Linked DNA regions of Mus musculus: regions 1 and 3 are each linked to region 2. Evidence: chromatin contacts called from public Hi-C and HiCAR-type data. All regions are on one chromosome and are shown on one strand. Each heading gives the region's core, a stretch centred on a gene start, on an enhancer-like site or on the middle of the called end of the contact. The rest is flanking DNA. Distances are from core to core; before and after follow the strand shown. Region 1 holds the start of Tpmt (thiopurine methyltransferase). Region 2 holds the start of Ippk (inositol 1,3,4,5,6-pentakisphosphate 2-kinase). Region 3 holds the start of Shc3 (src homology 2 domain-containing transforming protein C3).

Evidence for each region. A called contact is a pair of places that touch in the nucleus more often than the background predicts. HiCAR-type assays count read pairs that join an accessible place to other places.
Region 1: a Hi-C map of B cells shows a contact between it and region 2, with 5 read pairs. The contact joins the promoter of Tpmt here to the promoter of Ippk in region 2.
Region 3: a HiCAR-type map of astrocytes shows a contact between it and region 2, with 2.2 times the contacts expected there. The contact joins the promoter of Shc3 here to the promoter of Ippk in region 2. A contact is called at or near these places in 1 of 39 promoter capture datasets (embryonic stem cells) and 2 of 115 datasets of contacts at active chromatin or transcription factors (astrocytes and stem cell-derived neural progenitor cells).

What each region holds. Positions count from the first base shown.
Region 1 is chr13:47,041,967-47,044,739 of GRCm38.p6, reverse strand. Tpmt (thiopurine methyltransferase) reads left to right here and starts at 1,523. Exons shown (of 9, transcript NM_016785.2): 1 at 1,523-1,636. Kdm1b (lysine (K)-specific demethylase 1B) reads right to left here and starts at 1,241. Exons shown (of 21, transcript NM_172262.3): 1 at 1,070-1,241.
Region 2 is chr13:49,419,939-49,422,805 of GRCm38.p6, reverse strand. It overlaps Ippk (inositol 1,3,4,5,6-pentakisphosphate 2-kinase), which reads right to left and starts at 1,564. Exons shown (of 13, transcript NM_199056.4): 1 at 1,340-1,564. The coding sequence starts at 1,420.
Region 3 is chr13:51,568,040-51,570,739 of GRCm38.p6, reverse strand. Shc3 (src homology 2 domain-containing transforming protein C3) reads left to right here and starts at 1,289. Exons shown (of 12, transcript NM_009167.5): 1 at 1,289-2,700.

The DNA of each region.
Region 1 (2,773 bases), core at 274-2,773, 2.4 Mb after region 2:
TCTGCAGCTGGGCCTGCTTCTCTTACAGGCCAGCTGCGCCGACTATCAGCCATATGGACCGGGACCTGGTGGTGTGCAATCCCAAGGAAGGCTTGCTTGAGCCCTCATCAGCGGCCCTCGCGGCAGATGCCCAAGGTATCCGCTACACCAGCGAACCTGACGGCGCCTCGCTGCCCAAGGTGGGGATCGCAACCTGGGATCCCTCCTCCTGGCCGCGGTGCTCCCACTGCCCCACACAGGAGCCCAGCGTGGGGTTTCTCCTCACCACCACAGAGCGGGAAGGGAAGCCTGGGCCCCTCCTACCAAGCTTTGGGGATTCCCGACCACCCTGAGTGGGGAAGGCAGTCTGGTGTCCCCCCTCCTGGCTGCGGGGTTTCCACGTCCCTGGTGGGAGCACAGTATAGGGTCCCTCCTTTTGGCTACGGGGTTCCCTGGTCCGCAAGTGGGACCGCAGCCTAGGGTCTCTCTTCGCGACTGGCGGGGGGTGGTTTCCACGGCCCCGAGTGGGAGCCCAGAGTGGGGTTCCCTCCTTTGGGCTAAGAGATTCCTACAGTGGGGTAACTCCTCTACGTTAAGGGGCTCCTACAGCTCCGGGTGGGAGCAGAGAAAGGGGTCCTGCCTCCATGTAGATGGGTTCCCTACAGCGCTGGGTGGAATCCCAGAGTAAGACCCCTCCTCCAGGCTGCGGGGTTCCCATAGCCCAGAGTGGAAATCCAGACTGGGGTCCTGTCCACCCGGTCCGCAGCTGGTGCCGGCGCCAGAGTGCCAGGTGCAGCCGCCGCCCAACTCACCTCCGCCCGGCCGAGGCGCAAGCAGCTCCCTGCAGGGTTCCAAGAGAGCGACGAGTGGGAAAGCCCGCGGCGCCGCAACCCCGCAGCCCAGCGCGGGAAGCCCCGGCTTGCACAGGGTCCCCCACGCCACCCCTTCCAAACGCGGGACGCCGGGGAGCCCCGGGGAACGCGCGCGCCTCCAGACCAGGCTCAACACACAGCCGGCCGCTTTGTGCGGAGCTGTCACCCGAAGCCCGCCGCCACCCCCAAGCGCGCCCGCGTGAGGCTCGAGTCCCTACCTCAGAGCGCTGGCCAGGGGGCGAATGCTGCCCTGGGCTGCACCGGGCTGCACCGGACGGCCTGATCCGCACTGCCAGCTGCAGCAGCTCGGCCGCCGCCGCTTCCGCCCCTATCACGCCGTGACCCGGAGTGGGAGGAGCGCACAGGCCCAGGGAGCAGGAGGGTCCCGGCGCTCGCCCCGCCCCGATGATTTCCGCCACTGCGCAATCTCGGCAGCTGCTAAGGGCGGGGCCCTACGCGTTCTGGGCGGAGACCTTGCTTCGGGGCGGGGCTTAGGTTTGAAGGTGGGGCCTGGGCGGCCTGGGTGGGGTCACAGGGTCCTGGGAGGGGCCTGCGCGCCCTGGGCGTGGTCTGCACGCTGGGCGGAGCCTGCGTGTCCTGGGCAGAGTTCTCACGCCCCGGGCAGGGCCTATAGGACCGGAGCCTGGATAATCTTTTCCGGGGTGGGATCAGACCACATTGGGCGGGGCCTTCGCCCCTGGGGCGGGGCCTGTGAGTCCTTGCACAGCTCCCGGCTTACAAAGGCGGGCTAGTGTCTGAGAGGTAAGCAGCTAGCTGCAGCCAAGGTAAGTAAGTTCTCAACCGGTAGTAAAGGCGGTCATCTGCTAAGACTGTGTGAGCCTGTTACAGCGTTTTTTCAGAATGGGGCTCCCGAAAAGCATGGATGACCCAGCTACTTGAGTCCCGAAAAGGGGTTCCGATAACCGCAGCAAAAACTGGGAATAAATGATCAGACTAGAAATGCTTTGAGTCCGATGTATTAAGTAGCCCCTTGCTTAGTGGTGTGTTTCAGATAACAATGTCCACGTGTAAAATACTGAGCCATCCTGGAGATTTGTGGACTTCAGTGAAGTTAGCTTTTCAGTTTAATGAAATTCAAAAATAAAACTAAAGCAGAACCCAAGCATTGTTGTGTACGAGGAAGCTGAGGCAGGAGGATCAGGGCGAGCTAGAGGTCAGCCTGTACTATATAGTGAGTTCTAGATAGACCCTCTGTTAAAAATGAAAAAAAAAAATCCTAGGCAGAAAAAGATGTTTTTTAGGTAGGCATATTGGACGTAAACGTTTGTTAGTGGGAGTTATTGCGGATCTGTCTTTTCTCAACCTTGTACTTTGCACCTTTATTGTTTTTAGAATTTTTTTTTTTCTCAAAAAATGATCAGTGAGCACCACTCTGAGGCGCTGTTACAACAGCTAAGTGGTTGTGTTTAACAGCCCCAGCTTCGGTGAGGTAGAGCTGGGTGGGCTAAAGATCTTTCTTCTGTGTTCAGGAGAGCCCTTGTTTCTGTAGGGCACCTTTGGGCATCACAGCTTCTGATAGAGAGTGGAGATGGGAGGAGAGCGATTCTCTTGCTTTTCTGTATCCACAATAATCCCATACTTCCCTCCGACCTCTCAGAATGCTGGACTCTGCCCCCTGACATGAGCATCAGGGAAAAGCCTTTTGTTAGCAAATACTTGGCTGTGAAGTGCATTTCCGTTCCCAGAGTTGATGGGGATGGTCCTTCTTTAATCCTAAGCACAGAAGCTAAATCATGCAACAACAGGACATTTCCTTACATTACTGCCTTTGTGACATGTTTGCTGGTTCACAGATTCAAGACATATGATCACCAATGATTTAAAGGGCAGGTTGGAACTGTGGAATTTTTTTTTAGTTTTTTTTTTTTTTTCCTTATATGAACGAATGTCTTGCCTGTATT
Region 2 (2,867 bases), core at 315-2,814:
GGTCCCCAGAAGGCTCATTTTCTCTCTCAATCCGTCTGCACGTGGCAGTGACAGCACGGATGTCCAGTTCCCCCACCCCAGCCCAGCTCCTGCAGGATGGGCCTAAGGATAGCTGTGTATGCATGCTACAGAGGAGGAAGGGCTGACAGGGGACTTTAGAAGAGCTTTTCAACTCAGTGACTGATGCTCGATCAGAAAGAGTGAGCATGCCTGGGGAGGCTAGGTAAAAGCCTCCCTCTCTCCAGGACTGGATGAGACAGGCCTGGGAAGCTGAGCAGAGAAACAAAGCTCACCTGCTCTCAAAGGAGAAGGGGGACTACAGACATGCCCAGGACCGAAGGGAGCAGAGTTTCTCCACCCCACTTACATTAGCACTCCTTGGTCACAAAAGGCCTTAAAACACTTCCAAGAGGGGCCTTCTCCTCTTCAGTCTACATTCTGAACAAATACACCAGGAGGTCAGAGGTGCCAACTAGACACAAGACCCAAGCTCTAGGCTGCTCAACACTCAGTACAGCTCCATACAATCTGAACTTCAGAGAGACAAAAGTACATCCTATTCCTCTCTTCACTTTCCTAATGCAGCCTACTGCTTCTCAGTGGTGGAGGTGTGAATCACCCCAGCTCCCTGAGTTATTAACCTTCTCACATGACACCTCCCCGCCTTCTACTCCCCCAGCCCACCACATTCCTGCTAGCTTGTAATCAGGCAGCAAAATGTCAGAGAAATCTGGGGCTGCACACAGATCCATCCATATGCTTCTCTTCCTTTAAATTCGCCTCCTTGGAAAGGACTACATCTTCTGAAACCGCCTTTCAAGTTGAACGAAGGAGAAACCATTTAAAGTATATGATCGGGACGCGAACCTGTGGCAGCGCCCCGTTCCTGACAGCGCAGCAGCAAGGCAGAACACCAGCTCTGTGGTTTCTCGAGGCTGAACTCCACTCGGTGGGCTGACAGCACTCTGGGAACTTTCCCCTGTGCTGCCCAGGCCCTGGTCCAGGCTCAGCCTCTGGCCCACCGTTGCCTGACAGTAAGACGAGCATCCCGGGGGAGGCTGCACGGTGTGAGGCCACGCGGCACGCACAGCGCATGAGGAAAGAGTACTGACGGGACAGAGAGAACCGAGAAGGGACACTAGGAGGAAAGGGGAGCCAACGGAGCTAGGGGTGCCGGGGATGAGTATGGAGCAGAGGAGGGTACTGTGGGGGTGCCAGGGAACCACCCGGGCGGAAGCTGGAGGAAGAGTCACGACCTGGGTACCTGGACGGTACCAGGCACAGAGCTTCGGGAGCCGTCGGGTGAGGCCCGGAGCCGGGCTGCCCGCCAGCCGCTCACCTGCGCGTGGGCCACCACAAGGCTCTTGTTGCCTTCGCCATGGTAACTCCATTCATTCTCGTCCATTTTCCCCTCTTCCATGCCCCGGCGCCCTGGAACTTCGCGGGCCGGGACGTGGGGACGAGAGCTGGAGGCCGCCCGCCTCGCAGGGCTCCCGCCGCAGCCGTCTGAAGAAAAGCGCCTGTCAGCTGCCGCCTGCGCTCTCAGCGGCGGCGACTTGCAGGCAAGGAGCGCCGGAAGCCACGCCCCCGGCGGCCGCCATTCCCAGAACGGTCAACTTCCGGGTCCCGCCCACCTTACCCTCGACGTCCAGGGTGGTAGGTGGAGTGGAAGCCATATTATGTGCTGGCAGAGTGACTCACTTCCGAAACGCGGACCTGGGAACCGGAAGGGAGGTTTCCGGATCTGCTCCCGGACCTTGAGGCCGGCGGCTTCCTGGCGCCCCGAGTCCGAGGCGCTCACCCTCGCACTGTCCTAGGGCCACGGCTGGATCTTCGTGGGGCTGCAGTAAGGCGCCGGGCGACTCTGAGCCTCCGCTTACATCTGTAGAATGGGATGCACCTTCAATGGCCTTGCTCCGGCCAAGAGAGCCATTAGGTGGTGTTCACACTACTCCGGGAAACGTGGCGAGGAAACCTCACCGTGGAGCCTTTGCCCCAAGACATCCAGAAATGCAGATGAGGCAATAGACTCTCCCACCCCATCCCAGCAGAAAGCAATGACCTCAGTTTATCCTTTAATGCGGGGAAGATTGGCCCTGCCTGGTAGAGCTGCCTAAAGAATTATATGCGGTCCTTGTGCTCTTAAAAATGATTTGGGGCTGGACATGGTGATGCTCTCAGCATTCTGGATGTGGAAGCAAGAGATTTCTAGGAGTTCGAGACCGGCCAGGGTTACTTAGTGAGATCCTGTCTCAAACATAATTTTCATATTTGTGTTAAATTGTTTGGCCACAGCACTGAATATTGCTGTAACTGGTGTATGTGAAGAAAATCCAGCTTAATGCAGGCAGATAGTATGGGTTTTTTTGTGTTAATTTTTCCAAGGAAGACTGGGAAAAAAACAAAAAAACCTGTTCATTCTAAATAGGACACCAACAACAGACTGAAAGATCCTAATAGAATGTAAAAGGTCACAGAAGCCCTCAAATTGGCAAAATAGATTTCATTGTTAGTAAAAGTAGCTTCACTGATTTAGAAAAATAGAGGTGCACAATGCTCTGGCCGCGCCTTGAACCCGTGTGTCTGCCAATGTTCTGACCGTTCCTTAAACCCAGGTGTGTGCCCACTGCTGCACCTCACTGCGAGGTGTTTGTGATATTGGTTGCTGGGATAGAATCGAAAAATCTCCCCAGTAACCACAGCCGGGCCAATCCAGAGTTGCTCCACCTGCACCAGACTCTTTCCTTGTACCCCTCCCATACCCATTTCTTAAGAATAGACATTGTTTAGATCTGGAAATCCCCTACTCCCCCCTTCTCCTCCCCCCCCCCCCCCGTGAGGGCCTATAAAAACTGGGACCCCTTTCC
Region 3 (2,700 bases), core at 40-2,539, 2.1 Mb before region 2:
AACTTGCTGAGGGGTTGGGCTGGCTGGCTGTGTAACACTGGGTCGTCAGCCCATTTATTTGTTTGTCTGTTAGTATTTTTGGTTTTGTTTTTTTAAATGTTGAGTTTTTGAGGATTGAATTCAGGTCCTCTTGCTTGCAAGATAAAGCATTTTACAGACTGGGCTATTGCTCCTCTACTCTGATGACCTAATCCCAGTCCTGTCCCAGAAGCCCCTCCCCTAAATGACACAGACTAAGCTTTCACCTTTTGAAAGAAAGGTGGCCAGGATTAGACTTCAACATAAGCATCCAGTGAACACGTGATAGTCACAGCATAGCGCAGACTTTGAACATGGCATCTAGAATTATCTATCCTCGTTCTCACTGGTGCCAGTTTGTTTCGAGTTGACAGCCCAGAGCTTGGGCTTTGGGGGATCATGCCTAAAATAAGCGACAGCCAGGCTCCCTAGGGCGAACAAAGGGCTCTCCTGGGACAGGCACGTGAGCAGAGTTCCCCTGCAGGGGCTGTGGAATTCCATCTGACGCATTTGGGCTCTTTAATTTATTTTCTTTTTTCCTGTACACCAAAATATTCGTATCACTTTCCAGCTAACAGCAGCTCTAGCTGTACTATATGATATTCTTGGTATATTAACGTCTAACACCAACGAGTCTAATTGTTGTATGTAAATTTACACCGCCATTCATATTTTCTCAGTCGGCTCCCTCCGTTGGCCTCATAATAGAATCCAAAGTCTCCTTGTTGGCTAAAGGGTTAAATGATGTAGCTTTGGGATCCCCTCCGCTGCTCTGGAGACTTAGCTTGCATAGGTCTTCTTTATTCCTTTATTAGGAAAGACTTCATGGGGAAGAGGCTAGCCTTTGACTGGGTCTTCTGTGTGCATTCATAATAAAAGCTGGTACATTCATGGCTGCTCTGTGAGGTAGAAGAACCAGTGAATGAAAGTTTGGGTACAGCTCACCTCCCAGAGAGTGGTCCTGCTTCACCCGGAACTGACCCGATAGTCTCCAACACCCTTATAAAACTAATTTTCCCCATCTCTCTATACCGGCTTGTTTCTTCCTCCCAGAATTTTTGTAATCAATCTGGGTGGTGTTATTTTTTTTTTTTTCTTTCTCTTTTTTTTTCCCACACTGCTGTTGGATAAAAGATCCCGCCCTTGATTGAAATGGAATCTTCCACTATTGAGCGAGCCTTTGTTGAATGAGTCATCGGCTCAGCCTCTCATTGGCTGAAGCCGCCTGAGCCCAGGGGATTGCCTGGCACCGGCTGCAAGGACCCGCTCCATTCACAGAAACGCTGGCTCGCTCGCCGGCCCTTTCATTCACACAAACAGCATCTCATTCACATTCGGTCTGTTTTTTTTTTTTTTCCTTTTTCTTTTTTTCTTTTTGTCTGCTTCTAATGAAGAAGACCACGGTTTGGGAATGGTGGGGCTGACTTGCTTCAGATTGGAGGGGGACTCCAATCACCATCGAAATCGTCCGTGGGGTGCGCATCTGCTGTTGCTATGCGAGCTAGAGGAAGGGAGAAAAGAGAGTGCGGGGTGGCTGTTCAGCTAGGGCTGCCGCGCGGTTGGAGAGCGGTGGGGACGTGTTTGCTGCGCCAGGGCGGGCCTGGCGGCTCTGCGCTTTTTCGTCCTCTGGAACCGGCCTCACTTGCACGGCCGCCACGGGTGGCTCTCCCTAAACTCCCTTCCTGGGGCTCCCAGAAAGCCTGGGAACCGCACTGCCTCCCGAGATCAGCCCTGGGCGTGAGAAGACTCAGGGTGACCTGCTAGTGTGCTAGAAGGCAAATGCATTCGCTTGCACAGAAGTTACCAGGAAACTTTGACAGCGATTGACTTCTCGGTGGTGCAGGTTATCTGTCTTAACACATGAGGCCACCTGGTAGAGGCCACCGAGGAAGGGCTCAGTGGGTCTCAGAATCTTGGTCAGACCCTCGGGGAGGCTGTCGATGTCCTATTCTCCCAAGCGTCAGGAAGAAGGCCTGTGCGTGTCACTGCAAGCCTGGGCCCGACTCGCAAGGAAGAGGCCATTCTTGCTGTGGATTTGATGGACAGTTAGAGCAGCCGCATTTTTTTTCCTGCCTGACTGCAGGGCTGCAAGCAGCAACTGAAGGGACATTGAAACGGATTGGTAATGCTACTAAGGCATGCTTCCAGGGCTGAAACACATTCACTTGGAATAAAACTCAAAACGCGGCCCTCTTTCTCTCTCTCTCTCTTTTTTTGGCATGGATTTCTGGAGCCTGTTGCCGCTCAGCAGAGATGCAGGTTTTTTTTTGAAGTAGATTTTTCAACTGAACCCTAGCTGAGTACGGCTGCTGACTGCTGTAAATTATTAGGGAAGACCCCCTCTGAGCTGTACTGAGAAGAAATTTCTGTGCTGATTTTTTTTTTTTTTCGTGAATTGGTACAGGAATTGCACCGCCACAGATACATGGCTGCTCTGCTGATCTGAACAAGAAAAGCAAACCACAGGAAACTGACAGGTTTTTTTCTTTCTTTCTTAAATATTCATCTGCTGGTGAAGGGTCCCCCCTCTTTTTTTTTTTCCTACTTAAAATTCTTGCTACTTTCCAAAATCAGGATTCATCAGGATTCGCCTTGAAGACTTCTTTAAAAGCCTTCGTCACATTTGAACGCATCCCTGTCAGACACTTCTGGGCTTCATCCACATGAGCTGAGCAAGGGAAG